5 separate regions of the Mus musculus genome follow, and all the other regions are linked to region 1. A link is a contact called in public HiCAR-type, HiChIP or PLAC-seq and promoter capture Hi-C data. All regions are on one chromosome and are shown on one strand. Each heading gives the region's core, a stretch centred on a gene start, on an enhancer-like site or on the middle of the called end of the contact. The rest is flanking DNA. Distances are from core to core; before and after follow the strand shown. Region 1 holds the start of Ap2a1 (adaptor-related protein complex 2, alpha 1 subunit). Region 2 holds the start of Kcna7 (potassium voltage-gated channel, shaker-related subfamily, member 7). Region 3 holds the start of Pold1 (polymerase (DNA directed), delta 1, catalytic subunit). Region 4 holds the start of Kash5 (KASH domain containing 5). Region 5 holds the start of Myh14 (myosin, heavy polypeptide 14).

Region 1 (4,617 bases), core at 1,532-4,031:
GTCCTTAAACTCACCATCCTGGTGCTGTGGCCTTCCAAATGCTACTCTGACAGTGTGCAACTCCAGCCCCTTGCTTCTGCTCCCATCTGAGCAGTCCTGTTCTCACACTTGCCCTAGAGGTCTGTGCTACCGTTGCTTTGGTTCCCCACTGCCATCCTAACTTCACACTGCAGACAGAGCAATCATTCAACAGTTTAGACTTTCTCCTTGATGCATGGTCTTGTCTAAGCTAACCTGAGACTCACCAGCCTCCTTTCAGCCCCACCATGCCTGGTTCTAGAGGAATCCAGTGAATCACCTCCTGCCTCTGCTCAAAAGCATCCTATAGCTCTCAGTTTAGCCACGGAAAAGCTACAGTGGTGCTCAGAGCCCTTCAGCCTCCATGTCTCCTCAGTCCTCACTCAGGTACAATGCTTGCATGTACTTGGCCTAAGCATGCTCCAACTGCAACACCTCTGAACACTTTACCTCCCTGCATGGACCCTGCTCCTCTCACACCCAGGACTTACGACCTTTCCAGTCCTGATACTGTCCACAGGGCCAGCCATGGCAGACCAGCCTGTGTTCCCTTCTGCTACTCTATCTCTCTTAAGGAACAGATGCCCAAACAACATGAAGTTTTGGGGTTTTTTTGTTTTGTTTTGGTTTTGTCTTTGTGGTGCTAGGGATGGAACCCAGGACCTTGTTCATCCTAGGTAGATGCTCTATCATCAAGCTATGCCCTCAGCCCTTCACTGAGATGCTGGGCACATATGCTCTACTGCTGGACACCAGCCCCAGCTCCAAGGCTAGCAATTCTACAGAGCTGTAAGCCCAGTGTCTCAAATAGGGACTTTTATACAGGAGGAATCAAATAGTATTCATCATATAAACAAGTCATCTTATCTCCGCGGGTGACATCCTATTAGAAATGGAGGTAGCCAAAGGGACTAAGTGGGGTGCAGAGGGTCACCCATCAGTAGTTAACAGATAAACCACACCCATTTTTAACAGATACCCATGCCAAAGTCTACAACCCTTCCTAGCTCCGCCTCTTTTCACCGGGTCTGAAGCATCTCCCAGGTAAGGGAGCACACAGCTTCCCACTGTCCTTTTGCTGACACCTACTGAACTCAACATCCCCCCCCCCCCGCCCCCGAGCAGCTTGGAGGAGTCCTTCTTTAGATGTTAGCCAATGCCAACAGCAGCTACAAGGACCTGGCCTAGGACCTCACCCCACATCAGCCCAGCCACCCCTCATTAAGAAGCCATCAGCAGCCTCTCCTGACAGGAATAAACTGAGAGGTGAGGTCCCTCGTTCAAGGTCACCCAGTGACAGAGTTCTGTAACACAAAGCCAGCTCTGGCTGACCACATCTACTCATGGACCCTCTGAAGGGTCCTGACAGCTCCACACAGAGCATCTACTCCCTGGAGTTGAGAGCTGACCAGCAGCCAGGCCAGGCCATTGTTACAACCCTTCCTAGAAGGGACTATGGTCCTCATATTGCTGTAATAAGCCAAAAAAGGCTTGGATCCAGGCCTGCCTTGTTCCCTTCCTCAGGGTACAAACTTCCCCTCCCCCAGCTTGATAGAGCTCTTCTCACAGAGCATTAAGATACCTTGCTTCCATCATAAACACTCACTCTGTGATACCTTCCCAGAGCCTGCTGGTATCTTAGGTTCCCCAAGACTTTATACTATAGTCCCTTATTTTTTACATGTAGCCTCTTCAATGCTGTCCTTGTTTGGGGGTGGGGGATTAGGGGGACGTTAGCTGTTTCAGACAGGGTCTCTCTGTGTAACCCTGGCTGTCATGGACTCACAGAGATCATCAGCCTACCTGTGTCTCAGAGGTAGTAGGATTAAAGGCCTGCACAAGTACACCTGGTGCCTTCCATGTCTTTTACACAATCTTCCATGTAGAGTCTTTTCATACATCATCCTCTGGTCCTCTGTCCCTTACCTCTTCATCTCTGGTCCTTCTGCTGTCCCCCCAACCTTATCATCTCTAGTTTCTCTGCTATGTCCTCACCTTATCATCTGGGGGCCCTATGGTGTTGTTCCTACCCTATCATCTCTGCTTCCTCTGCAGTTTCCCCACTTCCATCACTGATCCCTCTGCTGTCCCCCACCTTATCTTCTCTATCCTTCTGCTGTCACCCCATTTCTATTTCTGATTCCTCTGGTATCTCCCCACTTCATCATCTCTGGTTACCCTGATCCCCCCCCCCCCCCACACACACACACACACTTTATCATCTCGAGTCCCTCTGCTGTCTTCCCACTTTATTATATCTGGTCTTTCTGCTGTCCCCAATTATATCATCTCTGGTTCCTGGGCAGTTCCCCAACTTCTGGCCCCTGGCCCTAGGTGGTTGCCCGCCTCCCATCTCTTCTGCGTCCCTGATTTCCTCCATCTAGGCTCGAGATGGCACTGAATGACCTACCTAACCCGTTGCCCTATTCCCTCCACCTCCTCCCGCCACGTCCGCCCGCGCCATCCTGGTCCTTCCCGGGAGGACACCCCCGCGCTTCCCTGCTCCCTCCGCCCGGTCGCCGCGTGACCCCCGGGCCCCGGTCATGAGCTCACAGTTCCGGATGTCGGAGATGAACACGGCGAGCCCACGCATGCCATCGCCTTTGGATACAGCCGGCATGATGGCGGAGGGCTCGGCTCCAAGCCTGGCCGAACGGGCGCGGGGCTGGCTGGCGGCACCGGGCGGAAAGGACCCCAGACGGCGCCGAGGAGCCGGCCGGGGGAGGGCGGGCTAGCGGCGGGCTGGCTGCAGGCCGACGCCCCGCCTCAGACCCGCCCCTACGGATTGTCATCCGGGAACGTACGCCACTTGTTAGCTGAGAGCCCTGCCGCTCACAATAGAACGCCCGCCCTCCTCTCTCTCTGATTGGCTAAATAGTAAAGACACCAGGTGATGATTGGTGCAGTACCGGGCTATTTCCGTTCGGAGCAGGGAGGCAGGGGGCGTTGCCCTAGAGACGGGGGAGTTCGATGACACACTCTGGGACCGCCCCCTGAACGGCCGAGACCAACGCTAATTGGATGGACTACCAGCTCCGCGCCAGTAGGGCGGGATGTAAGAGGCCGAAGGAGGCGGAACTTCGGGAAAAGAAGACCAATGGGTGAGGAGATTGCTCTTCGCAAGGCTCTGCCGATTCGCCGGAAGCGTCATACTTCCGCCCTCGAAGGGGCGGTTGTGGGGGGCGGGCAAAAGGGCGACGATCCGTAGAGAAGGAAGGAGAAAGAAGCCCTGTCAGTTAGCTGAACTGCGATAGGTGGAGCGATGCCTGCAATTCCCTGCTGCAGAGAGGGGCTGGGCGAGGCGGTAGACCGTGAGGTGTCCACTACGCAGGCGCCTCCCTCTTCCCAGTCGGTCTCCACTCCCGAGCCCCGGCCTCGGGAGCATTCCCTTCCCTAAAAACAACGCCTGGAAATTTGACTTGTCTGCAAACCTCTTATCCATGAGAGGAGGGACTGCCGGTTAAGGATTGTTACCATAGACACTGAGGTCCAAAGAGATTGAGTGGCTTCCCCAAGACTACAGCTCAAAAATGGAAAACTGGGATTACTATTTTGGTTTTTAAACATTTTTCAATATAGGTTACTCTTTTTTCCTCCCTAAACCCCAGTACCGAAGACAATCTGCCTATAATGGTCATAAGATCAAAATTGCTTCCTCCATCAGTTCTGGAGAACCACTCAAGGAAAAGCCAGTTAAAGCCACAGCTGAGGACTGGGTCAGTTTGTTTTGCTTCCGACTCCCTAGGTTCTATGGTTCACTAGTTGCAGGGAAGTCAAAGCCCCCAGAACACCAATGCCCGGGGTTATTGAGAAATTTGGGGCAAAGGGACTTGGGAGAGTCCATGTCTATTATCCCCATGAACAAAACGGCACCCCTGACAGGCTTTTCTAATTTGACACCCCCAGAATGGGTCTAGAAGGTAGTTATGTCCTGGGACCTAGGAAGAGGCAGCACTGAGTCCTTGTGAATAGAAGGTAGTGTTCTGTGAGTTTGAGGCCAGCCTGATCTATGTAAACAGCTCCAGGATAGCCAGGACTACATGGAGAGTCCCTGTCTCAAAAACAGAAAAGGTTAAGGATGTAACGTTTAATCCCCCAGTGAGAGAATGGGTGTATGTGTGGCTCAGAGGTAGAGCCTCTGCCTAGAACTCCCCAGTGAGGGGCTGGGGTGTGGCTCAGATATAAACCTCCTGCCTTGAATCCCCCAGTGAGGGACTGAGTCCTGTTTCAGTGGACGAGTACTTGACTATTACATCCAAATGCTGAGTTCAATCCTCAGCACTGGAAAAAAAAAAAAGTCACAAAATCAGATGTCTATTTCCTAAAGAGTTTCTAAGTATTAGAGACTTCATAAAATACTTAAGGATACAGCTTGCAAGAGATGTTTGGACTAATCGTCCTAGGAGGGATGTGAAGAGGAGACATAAAATGTAGCAAGAATATATACAAAGTCTGTCTCCAATTAGCCTATCTTCCTATTCGCTGCTTCTCTGCTCCTGTAGCCTGGTAAGGACAAGAGGAGTTATTGAGCTCTGGGTGAAAAGAAAAGCCTTTAATTCCAGGCCCCTCACACACAGATGGGAACCTCATTGTTCCCCT
Region 2 (4,617 bases), core at 1,094-3,593, 480 kb after region 1:
CTCAGCAGTTAAGAACTTTGGCTACTGGGGTTGGAAAGATGGCTCAAAGGTTAAGAGCACTGATTACTCTTCCGGAGGCTCTGAATCCAAGTCTCAGCAGCCACGTGGTGGCTCTCATAACCACTATAATGAGATCTGGCGCCCTCTTCTGGCCTGCAGGCATAGTAAGTAAATCTCTGGGGAAAAGCAAATCAAACCAAACCATTGGCTTTTCCAGAGGATCCAGGGTTCAATCCCCAGTACCCATCTGGCAACTCACACAAGACTTAACTCCAGTTCCAGGGATCTGACACCCTCACACAGACATGCATGTAGGCAAAACACCCACCAATGCTAATTAAAAAAAAAAAAAAAAAAGACACACAGGCACAGGGAAAGAGACAGCTAAGCTCGGAGATGCAGCCTATTGTCCCGGCCGGCCATTCTTCAGGCTGAAACCAGAGGATTGCCAGTTCAAAGCCCACCTGGACTACAAAGTGAATTCAAAATCATCCTAGGCAGGACTGGAGAGATGGCTCAGAGGTTAAGAGCACTGACTGCTCTTCCAGAGGTCCTGAGTTCAATTCCCAGCAACCACATAGTGGCTCATAACCATCTGTAATAAGATCTGATGCCCTCTTCTGGTATGTCTGAAGACAGCTACAGAGTACTCATATGCAAAAAATAAATAAAATCTTTAAAAAAAAATCATCAGCCAGGCGGTGGTGGTGCACACCTTTAATCCCAGCACTCCAGAGGCAGAGGCAGGTAGATTTCTGAGTTCGAGGCCAGCCTGGTCTACAAAGTGAGCTCCAGGACAGCCAGGGCTATACAAAGAAACCTTGTCTAAAAAAAAAAAAAAAAAAAAGAAAGAAAGAAAAAAGAAAGAAAGAAAAAGAAAAAAAGAAAAAAAATCATCCTAGGCAACTTAGCAAGACTTTGTCTCAAGATAAAAATGAAGGAAAATGGTCTGGAGAAGTATCTGGACAATAGGGCACTCCTCTAGTCAGGTAGTCACTGAACGTCTTTCTATCACCTTCCACGTTATTATTTGAAGACTGGCTGGCCATTAAATCCAGGGATCATCCTGTCTGGGTCTCCATGACCAGACTTTTTTTTTTTAAAAGATTTATTTATGTATTATATGTAAGTACACTCCAGAAGAGGGAGTCAGATCTTGTTACGGATGGTTGTGAGCCACCATGTGGTTGCTGGGATTTGAACTCCGGACCTTCGGAAGAGCAGTCGGGTGCTCTTACCCACTGAGCCATCTCACCAGCCCATGACCAGACTTTTTAAAGACACGATCTCACCAGACTGGCCTACACAGAGAAACTCTTTGTCGAAAAAATAAAAAACAACAAAACGACAAGATCCCACCATGTAGCCCTGACTGGCCTGGAAATTTATGGGCAGACCAGGCTGGCCTCAAATCCACAGGTTGGCTTGCCTCTGCTTCCAGAGTATTGGGATTAAAGGCGTGTGACACTACCCATGTTCTCACAACTTACTTAGGGCGATGGGGGGCGGGGGGAGGGCAGAGGCAGGAGGATCTCAGAAGTCCCCAAAAGAAAGCTGGGAAGGGAAAGGCCAGGTTTAGCTGGGAGACCTCTTGGTGCAGGTCTCCATCCGGCCGGCAGAGGGCGCGCGAGATCCCTTTCCCCGAAAGTGACTATAACACCCTACCCCATAAGAAGGGACTATTTTTTACTTAGTGTCATTAGACACCGGTGGCTGGAAGGCCATCTTCTGTCTGTCCTTCGGCTCCCGACAGTGACCCTACGCATCTTCCAGGCCGACTCTAGACCCTTCCAGGCAAGTCCCGCCTCCTTTGGCGCCATTCTTGGCTTCAGCCCAGGTTTTATTAATCTCAAAACACCTACATAAAGTCTAAATTCAAACTCCGGGACTCTCAGTGGCCAAGGATCCGGCGCACATGGGCAACAGTTTACAGTTGCAAAAGAGGCTCCAAGAACTCCTCAAGCACCAGGGCCGCTGCGGAGCTCCTTAGGCATGGTAATTAGAGACACAAAGGAATAAACACGTGAGGCCAGACACACAAAACGATGTTCATTCATTGAAAGGTACTAGGAGAGAAAGAAAGCCAGCAACAAATCCAGATGTGGTGGTACACATCTGTCATCCCAGCAATCGGGAGGCAGAAGCAAGAGTACTGCAATACTGAGCCAGTCTGACATACATACCCAAACCCAGTGTCTGGAAAAAAATAATAAAAGGCAGAGAGATACAGAGGCTCCCAGCAGAGAGCAAGATGTGGACAACTGGTTAAGGGGATACACCCCCCACCCTCCAGGAGGATGGACAAGAGACAGAAAGACTGGAAATGGAAAAGGGAAACTGATGCTGCAGATAGTCTCGGGTGGCTCATGACTGTCACCCGGGCAATCCGAAGGATGAGGCAGAGGATTGCCACAAGTTCGCGGTCAGCTTAAATGACAGGCTGAGGAGACTGTCTAAATAACAAACAAACAAATAAATAGCCATGATGCCATACGCCTGCAATCCCAGCATTTGGGAGGTGGAGGCAGGAGGATCATAAATTCAAGGTCAGTTCAGCTACATAAGACCTCGGGTCATGAATCCAAAAGCCAAACAAATAAAATAGATGACTACAAGGGAAAGCTCAAGAGATCCACGGAAAAGCGCCGGGTGGCAGTGTTTCCACAGGTGTGGGAACGGCAGAGGGCGCCCCTAGCCCCGCGGGGGTAACACCGCCCCCTCCCCCGCGCCCTGGCCGGACTTTCCATGCTATTTTTACCCGCCGACACCGGACACCCGACTGGGGTGGCTGCGGCGTCGGGGCCACACGTCCGTTCACCGGTCGCCCGGGCTGTGCGCGCCATGGAGCCACGGTGCCCGCCGCCCTGCGGCTGCTGCGAGCGGCTGGTGCTCAACGTGGCCGGGTTGCGCTTCGAGACCCGCGCGCGCACGCTCGGCCGCTTCCCGGACACGCTGCTGGGGGACCCGGTGCGCCGCAGCCGCTTCTACGACGGCGCGCGCCGCGAGTATTTCTTCGACCGACACCGGCCCAGCTTCGATGCGGTGCTCTACTACTACCAGTCGGGCGGCCGGCTGAGACGGCCGGCGCACGTGCCCCTCGACGTCTTCCTGGAGGAGGTGTCCTTCTACGGGCTGGGCGCGGCGGCGCTGGCGCGGCTGCGGGAGGACGAGGGCTGCGCGGTGCCGCCCGAGCGGCCGCTGCCCCGCCGCGCCTTTGCGCGTCAGCTCTGGCTGCTCTTCGAATTTCCTGAGAGCTCGCAGGCTGCGCGCGTGCTCGCCGTGGTCTCCGTACTCGTCATCCTGGTCTCCATCGTGGTCTTTTGCCTCGAGACACTGCCAGACTTCCGCGACGACCGCGATGACCCGGGGCTCGCGCCCGTAGCCGCTGCTACTGGCCCGGTGAGGGGCGGGGATTTGGGGAGGTCCAGGGCGGGGCCTGGGAAGACCTGGCCAGTCAGAAGGTGTGGCAAGGGGCAGGAGGATGGAAGCCCTTTAAAAACAAAAACAAAAACAAAAACAAAACAAAAAAAAAAAAAAAACAAAGATGTAAGCTGGGTATGGTTCTTCATACGAGAATCCTAGCAAGGAGACAGAACGATTGCCACGGGTTGAAAGCCAGTGTGGGTTACTGTATGAGAGAGTCTGCCTGGAAACAGACAGTGAGTGAGGATCTCCCTCAGAGGTAGACAACCTGCCCAGAGTTTCCTGGTGAGGGACTGGTGCCGGGCTCAGTGGTAGACCATCTGCATTGCACTGCACAAAGTGACTTGGGGGTTATGTGGCGCAGTGGTAGAACTCCCCTACCACCCTACATTGAGGGACCTGGAGAGATGGCTAAGCGATAAAGAGACTGCTCTCCCAGAGGACCTAGGTTCAATTCCCGGCACCCACATGACGGCTCCCAACCATCTGTATCTAACTCCAGTTCCAGGGAATCCGATGCCCTTTTCTGAACACCAAGGCACATACACGTGCACAGATATATATGCAGGCAAACCATTCGTCCACATAAAATAAATAATTTTAAGAAAGAAGATGATGAATCCCCCAGGGAGGGGTGTGGCTCAGTGACAGAGCTCCTGCCTAAAATCCCTCAGTGTGGGGCTTGGGGCATGGAACAATAGAGAGCAACTTGCCACGCATATGCAAGACCCTGGAGTTCATCCCTAGCCATGCAAAATGAACATGTGAGGCCAAAGACACAGACAGACTGCAGTGTCCGTGCACCTGGCAGAGAAATAGGAAAGACGGATGGTCAGGCAGGGCTGACCGCCAGGAAACTGGAACACAGTAGGCTGAGGTTTAGGACTGAGAGCAGAGGTAGCAACAGGAATTTGCACAGAGTCAGGCCAGGGCATGGAGCTGAGGACCCTACAGCAAACATTTAACCATTCGGAACCATTATCTGCTGTCTGGGCTGGGCTGAAGGCAACAGGAACGAGGAGGCACGAGGAAGGCAGAACAGGAGCAGGACCCTTCCCTTGGAGATCCAACATTGGGCAGGCAGGGTAAGATACTGAAAGGAAAGAGATTCTCCCGGATCAGCCATGAGATCATGAGCTCCCCGCAGCGAAACAGCGGGACTGTATTTGGTTACATCTTTTTTTAAGTATACAC
Region 3 (4,617 bases), core at 1,308-3,807, 380 kb before region 1:
TAGAGAGTGAGGAGACTGTTGGTATCTGAGGATGTATGGAGGAATGTTCTGGATGGAGTTTGCCTCCCACACACTTGTGCAGTTGACTAAATAGAAATCACACCTCAGTCAAAAACCACAGGTGTTAAAAGCTGCAAGCAATTCCTTATGCAAGGGTTGACCCTAATAGGTCAGGGCACATGAAGAACCTGATTTTACAAGGTTATTTCCGGTACCATTGTTTAAAATCTCTAAGGACTGGAAACCACCTAAATGTCCTCCCCAGGGGGACAGTTTCAAGAGTCCCTTAGTACTATTCAATGGAGTACTATGCAGCTGTATAAAGAAATGAGGAAGCCATACGATAATGTGAAAGGTCTCAAAGAGGCTTTGTCTCTAGTAGGTAAATCAAGGCGTGGAATGGCCTGCTTCTACTTTTGTTTTATATTTTAAAAAAGACAAAGACATCTAAAGAAAGGATTATCCTGCGGCTAGTTACCTGGGAAGCCTAGATGGGAGGATCGTGAGTTCAAGCTTAGCCCCACACTGTATTGCAAGATCAGATTTTAAAAAGCTGGGGGGTAAGGCTCTGTGTTTGGAGTAGGGACTGCAGGTGCCCTGCCAGTCTCCTAAGTATAGGAGAAGCCAGTCAAGGAAAGGCAGGCAGGACCTGCACTGCCCCATGTCGAGCTGGCAGATCAGGTCCCTGTGCTGATGCAAGCAGATGCTGCTTTTAGGGGACCCTGGGTAGGGTGCTGGTGGTGAAATATCATGCCAGCTACAACTTCCAAACAGTTCAACCAAACACACAAGTTCACGCGCTGCACTAATAAAGCTGCAGGACACCACTGAGGACCACTGACATGGGGACATGGCTTTGCACTGCACAGAAAATGAGCATCCCTCCATCACCAGGTCAGGAAGCATGCGCGCGCGCGCGCGCACACACACACACACACACACACACACACACACACAGCTCCGGAAGGAGGCGGGGGAAGCAGTGGAGCTGGCTCCCACAGACCAGAGTGGGAAGGCGGTGCTATGACAAACAGTAGCTTCGCCAGTAAGTCACTCACAACATACCTCCCAGATATAAGCCAATCCATACTGGATCTGCCATTACCCATAATCCAAGCTGTATGCCTCAAAGGCAAATTCAAAGCCAAGTCTGAGCTAGAAAGCCTGAGTCTCAAAAGCCAGTAGAGGTCTGGGGGTTTAACTCAGCAGGGCTCAATACTGAGTCCCACCCCAACCCCTCACTGAGGGATTCTAGGCTGTACCACTAACTACATCCTGGCTCTCTTATTCATTTTGAGACATCATCTCACCAAGCTGCCCTAGCAGGCTTAGAACATGCCATCCTCCTGCCTCCAAAGGCTGAACAATTGTTTCATGTCACCTCTCCCAGGGCTGCCAGATCCAAGGATTCCTGTACCTCTCCTGGAGGGGTGGCCCCTTAAGCTCCTCCACTCCCACAAACTGCTTCTGTCACCTCAGTCTCCCCTTTTCCCGGACAGGGATGTTCTTGGAGGCACAACGTTCCCATTCCCCTCAGGACAGTCAGACCCAGGTGCAAGCCCCACTCGCTAGAGGGATGCTCTCTGAAGCTGCAGCATCCTGCAGGACAGCTGTCTTCACTCCCACTCCCGCTGTGGTGATGGTGGCACACTAAAACAGTAACCATTCATTTTCCCCAGGGTACCTCACACACTGCCAGCTTCACACCTGGCTCCTCCCCTGGGACCCTGCAGTGACAGTTGCTCTGGGACTGTGGGATATGTCTCACCTCCCCCACCAAACACCAAACTGGGTAAGCAGACTGTCCCATCTAGTATCAATTTGCTTGTTCTATTTAGTATATAAAGCATCACATGGGGCCCGATGTGACAGCGGAATGGATATTTGAGCTTGTTGGCCAAGCTGAACAGCCTGAGTTAGATCTTAGGGAATCCACATAGCGGAAAGAGACAACGCCACAAAGTTGTCCTCAGATCTCCACGTGCGCATCATAGCGCACGCACTAAGAAAAAAAGAAAAGGCTCTAAGGCATTACTTTTCCTCCCATTCCTACTTTTTAAAAAAAATTTGGGGTTTTGAGGCAGGGTTTCTCTTGTGTATCCCTGGTTATCCTGGATCTCACTCTGTAAACTAAACTAGCCTCAAACTCGGAGATCCGCTTGTCTCTGCCTCACGAGTGCGGGGGATAAAAGTGCGCCACTATTCCCGGCTCATTCCTACTTCTTGCTGGACTTTCTGATACCGTCGCCTTGTCTCTCGAACAGCGGAACAGGCACCAACGCCCTGCACCTCCGGCCCCTCCCTCCTGGCTAGCGTGCACGCCGCTGAGCCCACACCCGGACAGTCCAGCGCACCCCAGGTCCTAAGCTCCAGGGGATCTGTCCTTTGCATTGCCAGCCTTGCTCTATCCTTCCCCCAGCTGCAGACATTCTGCGAGCACTCTGCTCGAGGCGTCAGCTGCGCGACCGAGCGCCCCATACTCTTCTTCCTTACTTACCGCCTCAAACAGCTTTTCCCGCCACAAGATACGCCGCCGTGACCCCTGAACCCTCTGCGCGCAGGCCCAGAGCTGCGGCGCGCCCGCTGGGTCCCGCCCCTAGCCCGCTTGGGCGATCAAACCACGTCCCACTCTGGAGGACCCACAACCACGCCTCTCGCAAGTGGCCCCGCCCCATGACGCTAACGGAACAAGGACACGCCCCCAGCATCCTGGCTCTTAGGGGTTTGGCCTGCGGTCCCCGAGCGCCCACTGCAGGAGCGTTAGAAGACTGCCACAGTGGATGCTACCCTGATGCTTTGCTAGAAGCAAGCTTCTTTTCTGTTTTCCTCAGAGTCCCTACACGCCCAGGTTCTTGTATAACTTCTGTTGCCCCACAAATCATTTCCTGACTTATGACACTCATGGCCAGATGCAGTCCTCAGCTTTTGAAAACCTGGCCCTAAGAAGTGTTCTTTTGGGCTGGTGAGATGGCTCAGTGGGTAAGAGCACCCGACTGCTCTTCCAAAGGTCCGGAGTTCAAATCCCAGCAACCACATGGTGGCTCACAACCACCCATAATGAGATCTGATGCCCTCTTCTGGTGTGTCTGAAGACAGCTACAGTGTACTTACATATAATAATAAAATAAATAAAATTAAAAAAAAAAAAAAAAAAAAAAAGAAGTGTTCTTTTGAGACCCTCCTCTTAAAGTTCCTCTCCTTTTCCACTGGCCTCCATCCGCCTTAGTGTCTCAAACTATGCTGTATGAAGATAACCTGTCTTCGGCGGAGCGACCCCTACCCCTGTGGCCTGAACCTAGACCAAGCGCAGTCACCTGGGCAGAGAGATGGCCCACCCTCTCCACACTGGGCTCAGGAATGGCTTGTACTCAAACTTTATTTTTGTTTTTTTATTAAATAAAAGGGGCAGAAGAGAGGGCCTGTGGTCTCCCAACTGTGGGGGGCCACCTGCCCTAACCTCTCTCCACTCAAGGTGCATGGTGTGGTAGGCTGAGGTGTAAGCGTGGGTGGGAGGGCAGCTGGGAACGGTCAGAGGCTAGGACCTGTGACCCTCACCACTCTTGGAAGACTCAATGGGTGGGGTGGGGCCTTCTAGTGCCAACTGCCGCTGAGTTTGAGGCTGAGCCCGAGGGACTGGGCCGTGACAATGTCCTCCCACCCCAGGAGGAGAGGTGAAGAGTCCATCTTCAAGAAGACACCACCAAGGCTGGGGCACTTGTGGCTGCCCCTACTCGTGCACATCCCAGATCTCGGACAGCAAGGGCGGCAGCTTCTTGTCCTGGAGTCGCAATGCAAAGACCTGCTCCGAGTGCACGGAGCTGAGGGTGCGCAGGCTCACCAGCTTCATGAGCATGCGTGGGAAGCGGAGCTGGTCCTGCAGGGAGAGGAGGCAAGTCGGTCCTGCTGGGGCCCTGTCCTGCAAAGCCAGCTTTGTCTGGAAAGCCAGCACCCTGAGTGGTCAGGCCCCAGGCTCAGTGTGCCCAACATGTGCCACTGGACCCCAATACTGAGACTGCTCATATACAACAGGCAGCTCCCGTACCTGTGGGCGCTTGATCCTCGTGTAGGAGAGGAGCGCCTCCACGTAGGGCTGCTGCAGGGCCTCCACACGGCTGGGCTCCTGCACATTAGGCCGATCGGCTGAGAAGATGTTGATGGCGATAAGCAAGGCATACTCTGCATCGTCCAGGCCCAGCCGCCGCATGGCCCGCGAGAACTCGAAGATGGGATTGATGAATTCCACCTGCAAGCCTGCAAGAGCAGCCCCAGCCCAGCTTCACACCGGACCCTGGTCCCAGGGCACTCAAAGGGGAAGGAAGGACAGCCTGTGACAGTTACTCCGGCTTCCGCCCCACACAGACCCTGTGAGTGCCTCTTACACGATGCATCTGGCCTCGCTAAACATGATCTTTCCTTGCCAGTGCCTGCCTGGCCTGGAGGGCCAACGGGGCAGAAACCCCAGGACCAAGTCAGTGCCTTCCACAGACCTGCACGGTGGAAGTCGTCCTTGCTGTAGGTGAAGTCCTTCAGGAACGTGATGCATTCTGTCTCGTGGTTGTAGCGTCTGGCTGTTTCTAGCAACATGATCTGGAGGTGACAAGGTACAGGGCTCTTCAG
Region 4 (4,617 bases), core at 758-3,257, 280 kb after region 1:
AATCTGGAGTGATCCAGCCTATATCTTTGTCACCGAAGGGGAGAGAAGCAGCCTCTCTCCCTTTCCTCAGGGAATGCAGCCATCACTCTGCCTTGCCTGTATTCCGGCAGCCGAATGTTTTCTGGAGACATTATTATCTGGCTTTTGGAGACAGGGACTTAGTAAATATATATTATGTAGCTTTAGCTGTAGTGGGCCTTCTGAAGCTGTGTAAAGCAGGCTGGTCTTCAGCTAGTGGGGATCCTCCTGCTGTCCATCTCAGAGGCTTTTAGAAGGCACCAGGGAAAGAAGAGGCTTTCTGAGACTCTTTCAAGGGGAAACTCGGACAAAATCTTGAGGAACAAGGGATATCAGGTGGCCAGTGAGTGTCTTGTGGGTTTTAAACATGGAGGAAGTCTGGAGGGGATCCCTGGACTAGAATTCAAGGGCTGCATTTCTGGGGTGTCACTAGATTTCAGAGTCCCCGGCGGAACTTGTAGGGCAACTACAGATTTCTAAAGTATCAGATAGGACTTGAACACCAAATCTCCACCAAGATTTCAGAGGAAAAGTCTCTGACAGGTTTTTGAGGGAGACTCTGATGGGATATCTAGAAGATCCTAGCGGCTGGCGTGGTGGGCTACACCTGTGATACCAGCACTCAGGAGGCTGAGGCAGCAGGATCCAAGGTTTTGAGTAGAGTCTGGGCAATTTACTGAAGCCCTAGAGAGTCCCTGGAGGGTAGCTTAGTCGTTAAGAGGACTAACAGTTTACTCTTCCAGATAGATATGGGTTGGAATCCCACTACACACATGTGAACTCCTCCTCATCTGCAATTTTAGTTCAGAGGGATACAAAACCACCTGGTCTCCACAGGCACATACCTGACACACATACAAACATGCCGGCAAAATACTCAAAAACAAACAAACAAACAAAAAACCCCAACAACAACAAAAACCAAAAACACCCAAACAAAAGCCAGGCAGTGGTGGTGCACACCTTTAATCCCAGCACGTGGGAACCAGAAGCACACAGGCCAGCCTGGTCTACAGAGAGAGTTCCAGGACAGTCAATGCTACACAAAGAAACCCTGTCTCAAAACAAAAACACCTACCCTACCCACAAAAACAAAATAGATTAAGTGTTAGGTTTCAAAAGTTCTAGAAGATTGCAGTTGGGCACATCTGGGAGAGCTGTAATCCTAAAACTGGGGAATGAGGATCATGAGGTCGTGGCCAGCCTGGGCAGCACTTGGAGGGTCTGTCTCAAACAAAAATAGAAAACAAGCAACAAAAAGCAACCGGAAGTTTCAAGAGTCTGACAGGATTGCCGAAGTTGCCACTAGAATTTTCCTGAGGAAGCCGGTCACGGTGGCGCACGCCTTTAATCCCAGCGCTCGGGAGGCAGAGGCAGGAGGATTTCGGAGTTCGAGGCCAGCCTGGTCTACAGAGTGAGTTCCAGGTCAGCCAGGGCTACACAGAGAAACCTTGTCTCAAAACTTGGGGCGTTTTTGAAGGAGCTGGCAGGTGATGTTACCGGGGAACCTGCCATGAAAGTCGCCACAGGCAGGGCGTACCTGGAGTCGGGACTCAGTTGAGGGACACCAGCGACGAACGGCGGTTGCGAATGTCACGGAAGAGGCGTGTTCACACGCGCCTTTTCCCGCCAGAAATGCAAATGAGCCGGCCTCCTGCAAGTCCCGCCCTCTCAGGCTCTTGTACTCACGCAAGCGCACTCCGAGTGGATGGCGCCCGGGTCTCTCCTTACGAAGACCCTTGAGCTGGCGCATGCGTAGAGCTTCTCGGGAGGATAGGCTGGACCTGAGGATCGAGTGCATGCGCACTAGTGGGGCTAGCGGTGATGGCGCGATATTATCGGCAGCTTTCTTCTGCGGTACAAAAATCCTTTCCTTCTGCTTGACAAAATAGGGCCAAGCAGGAGAGAGTTCAACCGAAGGACTCCCTGTTCATCCTTTTCTTCTTGTCAGTCTTTGAACCAAGTTCTTTCTTTTGGGTCTGGCTCGCCCGCCACTGTCACAATGATGCGCAGTCTGGTCCAGCCTCACTTCCGCTCCATTCCCTCCCCCCCCCCCGCCCCCCGCATTAATAGGTACCCAAGCTGTTTTCCCAAACTATTATAGTTTCTACTTACTGCTTAGCTATGTAGCCCAGGATGGCTTCGGACTTGAAGCAATCACCCTGCCTCAGTCCATGCCTGTGGACTATTCGAACTTTTTTATTATTAAGGGTCCAACAGCCGGGCGTGGTGGTGCACGCCTTTAATCCCAGCACTTGGGAGGCAGAGGCAGGCAGATTTCTGAGTTCGAGGCCAGCCTGGTCTACAAAGTGAGTGCCAGGTCAGCCAGGGCTACACAGAGAAACCCTGTCTCGAAAAAGCCAAAAAAAAAAAAAAAAAAAAACCAAACCAAAAAAGAGTAAAGACACTTGCCACCCATCCCGGTGATCGATCTGAGAAGAATCCCCAGGACCCACATGGTGCAAGGAGGGCCCCTGAATTCCACATGCAGACCCTATCATGTTCACTTTCCTACCCCTTGCTGTTTAAAAACACATGCATGTAATGATAAGGACTGGGCATGTAGCTCAGGGGTACGGTGTTTGACTGAGGGTGCCCTCATTCAATCCCTAGGGCCTAGTGAATTGGGCAGGGTAGTGTACCAGTACTCGGGAGGTAGAGGCAAAAAGTGCAAGGTCTTTCTCACCTTACTGACCATCAGACCCTGTGTGTGCTGTTTAGTTTTTTGTTGCCTTGACAAAAGCCAGAGTCATCTGAAAACCTCAACTGAAAAGTTACCCTGTCAGTAGGCAAGCCTGTGGGGATATTTTCTTGGTTAATGAGTGATGTGGATGGCAGCCCACTGTGGGCAAGACCACCCCTGGGAAGGTGCTTCTGGGTTGTATGAAAAAAAACAAAACAAAACCCTGAGCAAGCTTCAGTTCCTCCTTCGAGCCCCTACCCTGCCTCTTCTCTGTGATGGACTGTGATCTATCACAAGATGAAATAGACTCCCCAAGTTGTTTTTGATCATGGTGCTCACCCCAAGTTGTTTTTGATCGTGGTGCTCACGCACCGCAGCAGTAGAAAGCAAACTAGGACGCCTGGTCTAGATGAAAGGTCTGCCGGGTGTTTTCAGGACAACTTGTGGTGCATTCTGGACCCTGTTAGCTTTGTCCCTATTATCAACATCCATTCCTGGGGCTGGAAACATAGACCACTGTTTAAGAGCAATGGATGTTTTTCCAGAACACCTGAGATGGATTCCCAGCATCCACATTGCAGGCCACTCAGGACACAGAAGCAGGGAGTTTGACTGGGCTTATCCCATACTGCCTCTGGGGTGGATGCTGGGCTGTAAGGAAGTGACATTGCTCCCAGGGTGGGAAAGCCAGAGCTCCTTCTGGGGTCCCAGGCCTGTGACAAGGCCAGGGTTGTGGGGTTCTCAGACTCTTGGAAATCCTGGCACGGCTGGGAGTCCTGGAAGAGCAGGGGCCTGAGGTCTGGGGACAGCATCTAGCCTGGAGCCTGGGGCAGGGGTTGGGGGAGAAGGGGAACTCCAGCTAGTCTCACAGGGATTATTGTCCTTATCTTGGTAAGGGAAGGAGGTTGTGACTGGGAGCGCAGAGAAGCCTTCTATGGGGGAGTGGGTTGTGGCTCTGAAGGTGAAGGCCTTCTTCATGGCTCCCACAGCAGATCTTGATGAAAAGAGACAGTCTATGATTCTAAACAGTTTATTGTCATGGCGGAAAATGGATGTGTAAAATCATACCTCAAACTCAGAAATCCGCCTGCCTTTGCCTCCCGAGTGCTGGGATTAATGGCATGCGCCACCATGCCCAGCTTGACACATTTATGTGCGAAGCATGGCATGTGTTCCAAGTCAGGAGTCTGTGGGTGGGGTGGGGGAGCAGGGAGTCGCCTAAGCCTCAGGTGTGCACAGAGTCTCTGGGTCTGAACTTGCTATGCCTAACTGAATTTCCTGGCATGGTTTTATGCCCCACGCATGTGGCAGCTCACAGGGTCTATAACTCCACCCCCAGCAGATCTGATTCCCTTTTCTGGTCTCCAGGCACAAATATGGTGCACAGACACACATGCCAACAAAATTTTTATACATATAAATTTAAAATAATAACTTTTTAAAAAAGAATTATTTTATGTCTATGAATACCTTGTTGCTATCTTCAGACACACCAGAAGAGGGCATTAGATACCATTACAGATGGTGGTGAGCTACCATGTGGTTTCTGGGAATTGAACTCAGGACCTCTGGAAGGGCAGCCAGTGCTCTTAACTGCTAAGCCATCTCTCCAGCCCCCATAATATTAATTTTTCAATATTTGCTTTCCCTTTTGTGAGATCTTGAGTAATTTTGTAAAATCTAAAAAATATATATTTTGGTGGCTGGGGTGGCTCAGCAATGTGCTTTAAAGACTTGGGATGGCAGACAGGGTGGATCAATGGTTTCGGAACCAGGTGTATCATGGTGCTACAGGAGATCCAGCTGCCCAACCAAGAGGCCATGTTCTGAATGAGATGTAAGGAAGAGCTGGCACAGCCATTGTCAGCACTGAGTGTATGTGTAGGATGGAGTCGTTATTCTGGCCTGTTTGGGAA
Region 5 (4,617 bases), core at 745-3,244, 260 kb before region 1:
TCAGTCCTAGATTGGTCAGGACCCGGTCCTTTTTCCTCAGACCCTGGGATCCTGGCCCCAGCCCTTCTCCCTCAGGTACAGAAGTCCAGACCTCAGCTTTCCTCCCTCAGGCACACGAGTCCAGACCTCAGCCCTCCTCCTTCAGACACATGAGTCCAGACCTCAGCCCTCCTCCTTCAGACACATGAGTCCAGACCTCAGCCCTCCTCCTTTAGACACTAGGGTCCAGACCTCTGCTCTCCTCGCTCAGACACTGGGTTCCACGCTCAGCTTCTTCCCTCTGACTTGGGGTACCTGGCTCATTATCGCTCTGGGAGCATGGATCCTAACTCCCTCTCGTCCCGACCCAGCGCCCTATGGCATAGCTCCTTTATCCCGCGGATCCCGAGGCTACCTGGGCGCCTGGCGGTAGAGATGGGGAGGCCTCCGAGTCCAGATCCTCTCCAGCACCCAGGTGAGGCCGGCTCTGCGGTCCAGCAAGAGGTGGGGCCTCTCCCGTCAGGAAGGCAGGACCGGGTTCTGACGTCTCCTGACACCTGCCGGGCTGGGCGGGGGGCGGGGCCTGGCACAGCAGCCAGCAAAGATAGAACCTGTTGCCAAGTGGGCGGCTGTGGGCAAAGGTGAAGGGCTGGCACAGAGCCGGACTAAGTATGCTAGGGTTCGAATCTCCCTCCAGCCTTCTGAACCTTCACTTTCTTCGCTAGGAATTGAGGCTCATGAGATCAACAAAAATTATTTGAGGAAAAGGACCCAGGTCTCTGTTCTGTTTTATCGTGGTTTTTTTTTTTTTTTTCTTTCTTTCTTTCTTTCTTAGAATCTCAGTTTCCTGAACCCTGGAAGTGGGATGCCCCAATCCTCAGATATGATGTCAAAATGCTATGCCAGCCTCAGGCTTGGGTCTTCTCCTCAATCGAGAAGGTGATCGAGGAGGAGACATCGGGTGATCATGCCTACGATAAACTTGTGGCTTAAGAGGTGTTAAGAGGTATGGCTTACAGAACAATTTATTTTTGTTTTTTGTTTTTCAGATACAGGGTCTTAAGTAGCCCAGGCTCGCCTGGAACTCATCATGTAGCTGAGGCTGGTCTTGAACTCCTGATTACTATTATGATGTTTAAAAAAAAAAAAAAGCCACAGGGCCAGGCACACCAGGTCCCTGTGTTCCCCACCTCGGTCCAGTCTATATCTTCACTCTCTGTGAGATGGAAACCACACAAACCTACCTCAAATCCATTCTCCTACACTGGAGGGGAGTTTAGTTATACATTAAAGTGCCCATGTCCATTGTGAGGCTTGGTGGCACACTCTTGTCATCGCGGCCCTTGAGAGGCTCAGGCAGGAAGGTTGGGGGTTGAGGTCAACTCGGTCTACACAGTGAGTTCAGAAGCTATCTCCAAAAAAAACAAAAAACACAAAAAAAACAAACAAAAAAAACTCACAAAAAAACAAAAAACCAAAACAAAACAAAAAACCAAAACAACTAACTAAACCAAGTCAAATCAAAACAAACTGGGACACCCAGCCAAACACATCCTTCTCTGTTCCTGTCCCTGCCTGTCGCGACCCCTCTCTCTCTGGTCCACAGCTTTTTCCTCCTCTGACATCTGACACGGTAGTCCTGAGAGCTGGGGAATGGAGACCATGACTCAGGTGTTCTATCATGCAACGTTCCAAGCACTGCCTCAGTTTCCCCTTCTGCAGAACAGACCGTGTGACGCTGTCAGAGATGACCCCAGGCTGTCTGGCACAAGGTGGGAATCCGGGCTGGGTGACTACAACCTTCCCCTTACCTCTCCCTGACCCTGGGGTCGCTTGCACCCAGGGTGAATGTCTTGACCCACCCCTCTCCAAGACCCCCCGCTGTACCCCACCGGCTCCGGCCTCCCCAGGTCTGACAGGCTCTGGCCAACCCTTGGGGCGCACCACGGGGGGGAGGTCCCCGGACACTCACCGGCGCCCAGGGCGGTCCAGAGGCCTCGGCCTGGACAGAAAAGGAGGCGGGGCCTGCAGTGGACGGCCCCACCCACAGGTAGGCATTACAGACCAATCAGCACTTGCTGCGGCCCGCTCAGACCTCGCCCCTGGGGCTCAGTGCTGCCCAATCAAAAAGAGCGGCTGGCGCGCCAGGCCAATCAGAAGTTGGCAAAGCGTGCCAGGCGTGGGAAAAGAACCTGGCCGAGAATGTGCGGCAGTAGGCGGGACCCGGGCCTGATGGCCAGCAGGAAGCACCAATAGAGATGCTTGGGGAGCGGCCAGCAGCTGCTGGTTCAAGGGGACAGGGTGAATGGGCTGCTTTGTAAACAGGCATGAATGGATGCCTTTGTGCGCACCCGTAGGGGGCGGCGGGAGGCCGGAATGCCTGGGTCCCCCGGGAGCCGGCGTGAGGACACACACCAAGAAACTGCTTTTGTAGAGTGCAGACCGTGAGCAGACCCAAAGCAGGTGGATGGGTCAGAATCATTTATTGAGCTCAAAGATGTGTGAAGCGTTTCCACTACGTAATTTCACTAAAGCCTTGAACTTGGTGCGATTGAGACCTTATATGGAGACTCAGTAGAGGGTTAGCCTAGCATGCACGAAGCCCTGGGTTCCACCCAGTCACCTTGCAAAGCAGGAGTGATGGCACCAGAGAATCATTCCAGCCCTGGAGAACTGGAGGTTGGAGGATCAGGAGTTCAAGGTCATCCTACAGCTATGTAAAGATTTCTAGGCCAGCCTAGATTATAGGAGACCCTGTCTCAGAAAACAAAGCAAAAACCCCAACCTCATCTGGAGGACCACACCTACCATCCTAGCTAGCATTGCCGGGCTGAGGCAGGAGGACTGCAATGAGTTGAGGTCATGGGTTTAAACAAAGTGATTGAGAAACTTAGTGTGACCCTGTCTCAAAGTACAAAAAGAGGGCTTAAGATGTGGCTCAGTTATAGGGCACTTGAGCTATAAAGCACTAAGTTTACATCACCTTACTGCAAAAATAAATAAATCAGCAAACAAACGATAAGTAAATACCAAAGTCCCCAAAGCCCTCACCACATAGATACACTCCACCTTGTCTTCCAACTGCTTAGCTCGTGTTGTTTCATAGTCCCTTAAGCACTTGGGTCTGCCTCAGCTTTGAACAGTCTCCTAAACTTGCTGTTTCCTTGTGTATGTGTGTGAGTGTATGGCTCTCTGTGTGTGTGTGTGTGTGTGTGTGTGTATGGCTTTTTTACCTGCATATATGTATGTGTACTGTGTGCATACAGTGCGGTCGGAGGCCAGAAGAGGATGTCAAATTTCCTGCAACTGGAGTTACAGATGATTCTGAGCTGTCCTGTGGGTACTGGGAATTGAACCCAGGTCCTCTGGAAGAACAGTTTCTGCTCTTAACCACTGAGCCACTGCTGCAGGCCTGCTTCTTTGCTTCGGAGACAGGGTTTCATTCTGCAGCTCTGCCATCCTGGCACTCTATTGTCCATTTGGACATGACAGCTCAGGTGTCTGTAGCCAACCAACCGTACCTGCCAACTACGGATATCATCCACTCCATCAAGGCTAAATCTACCCAGCAACTGGTGATGTCATCATCTGTCTTTACTGGCCTGGTTGCAGAGGCAGCTTCAGTTCTGCTTGCTCAGCCTAAGGGGAGGTGAGACTACCTGCATAACAGAGGATGACTGTGAACTTCTGATCGCTCTGCCTTTGCCGCCTGAGTGTAGGAATGACTGGTATGCACCACCACACATGGCTTAGCAGGCTTTGGTTGCCGGGGATTTTCTCTGATCTGCAAACCCATGCCACTCTAATGCCTGCTAACATTTAGTGAGAACACACACAGTTCTAAGCTCTCACTGTACATTAAATCCCACAACATGGACCCACCAGCTCTATGCATTTGGTCCTGCTGCTGCACACATTTTACAGGCGTGGGCACAGAGACCGGGCTGCCTCAGTGAGATCAATTCCTGTCTCTATGATACCACCAGGGATAAGGCAAGACCAAAGAATCAAGTCCAAAGGACGAATGCCCCTGCCTCTAAACCTCTCGCCATCCTCCATTACACCATCCAGAATACATGCTTGAGTTAAAGTCCCAATATGTCTCCTTGGAGACCTTGATACACGCACACACACACACACACACACACACACACCATCATCATCATCATCATCATCATCACCACCACCACCACCTACAGGATACTCTCAGTTATATTGTGAGCCCGTTGTTATCTGTGTGTGGTCTTCTCCTGAGGTTCCCCGTGGGTAAATAAGCTGAAATAGGGAAATCAGTGAATGAAACACGCAGACATGTGTGGCCAGAGAAAGAAATAGACCATGAAAGCTTTCTTAATCCCAGCCCTCAGAATGACCTGGGTCTAGAGAACCTAAGCAATAGCCTGGAATGTGTGGGGAAATCCAGCAAGGAGCTAAGATACTACACAAAAATGAAAGATGTTGTCTGGGTCTGAGGCTCAGTTGGTACAGTGCCTGCCCAGCATGCATGAAGCCTTGGGTTAGGTCCCCAGCATCACATGAACGGAGTGAAGGGACACACACCTGTAATTCCACCATTTTGGAGGTGGAGGCAGCAGGATCCAGAGTTCAAGATTTCACATCACCCCAGCCAGAGTGGCC

The links. Promoter capture Hi-C pulls out the DNA fragments that hold promoters and counts their contacts. HiCAR-type assays count read pairs that join an accessible place to other places. HiChIP or PLAC-seq counts read pairs in DNA pulled down with a chosen protein or histone mark. Capture Hi-C pulls out chosen DNA fragments and counts their contacts.
Region 2: a HiCAR-type map of astrocytes shows a contact between it and region 1, with 2.4 times the contacts expected there. The contact joins the promoter of Kcna7 here to the promoter of Ap2a1 in region 1. A contact is called at or near these places in 2 of 115 datasets of contacts at active chromatin or transcription factors (astrocytes and memory CD8 T cells) and 1 of 9 other capture datasets (adipose tissue).
Region 3: a promoter capture Hi-C map of embryonic stem cells shows a contact between it and region 1. The contact joins the promoter of Pold1 here to the promoter of Ap2a1 in region 1. A contact is called at or near these places in 5 of 39 promoter capture datasets (cranial neural crest, embryonic stem cells, liver and 2 more), 1 of 115 datasets of contacts at active chromatin or transcription factors (effector CD8 T cells) and 1 of 9 other capture datasets (liver).
Region 4: a contact with region 1 is called in an H3K4me3 HiChIP or PLAC-seq map of bone marrow-derived macrophages, with 4 times the contacts expected there. The contact joins the promoter of Kash5 here to the promoter of Ap2a1 in region 1. A contact is called at or near these places in 2 of 39 promoter capture datasets (both in liver), 1 of 115 datasets of contacts at active chromatin or transcription factors (bone marrow-derived macrophages) and 2 of 9 other capture datasets (liver and pancreatic islet).
Region 5: a promoter capture Hi-C map of adipose tissue shows a contact between it and region 1. The contact joins the promoter of Myh14 here to the promoter of Ap2a1 in region 1. A contact is called at or near these places in 5 of 39 promoter capture datasets (cranial neural crest and embryonic stem cells) and 1 of 9 other capture datasets (adipose tissue).

The regions. Positions count from the first base shown.
Region 1 is chr7:44,926,709-44,931,325 of GRCm38.p6, forward strand. It overlaps Ap2a1 (adaptor-related protein complex 2, alpha 1 subunit), which reads right to left and starts at 2,782. Exons shown (of 24, transcript NM_007458.2): 1 at 2,572-2,782. The coding sequence starts at 2,638. It also overlaps a transcript of Tsks not described here.
Region 2 is chr7:45,403,617-45,408,233 of GRCm38.p6, forward strand. It overlaps Kcna7 (potassium voltage-gated channel, shaker-related subfamily, member 7), which reads left to right and starts at 2,344. Exons shown (of 2, transcript NM_010596.2): 1 at 2,344-3,399. The coding sequence starts at 2,746.
Region 3 is chr7:44,546,258-44,550,874 of GRCm38.p6, forward strand. Pold1 (polymerase (DNA directed), delta 1, catalytic subunit) reads right to left here and starts at 2,558. Exons shown (of 27, transcript NM_011131.3): 1 at 2,498-2,558. It overlaps Nr1h2 (nuclear receptor subfamily 1, group H, member 2), which reads right to left. Exons shown (of 10, transcript NM_001285517.1): 8 at 4,488-4,587; 9 at 4,043-4,251; 10 at 3,359-3,874. The coding sequence ends at 3,728.
Region 4 is chr7:45,202,885-45,207,501 of GRCm38.p6, forward strand. It overlaps Kash5 (KASH domain containing 5), which reads right to left and starts at 2,008. Exons shown (of 20, transcript NM_201374.2): 1 at 1,708-2,008. The coding sequence starts at 1,819.
Region 5 is chr7:44,668,849-44,673,465 of GRCm38.p6, forward strand. It overlaps Myh14 (myosin, heavy polypeptide 14), which reads right to left and starts at 1,995. Exons shown (of 42, transcript NM_001271540.1): 1 at 1,952-1,995. 2310016G11Rik (RIKEN cDNA 2310016G11 gene) reads left to right here. Exons shown (of 5, transcript NR_152106.1): 2 at 351-454; 3 at 815-985; 4 at 1,586-1,751.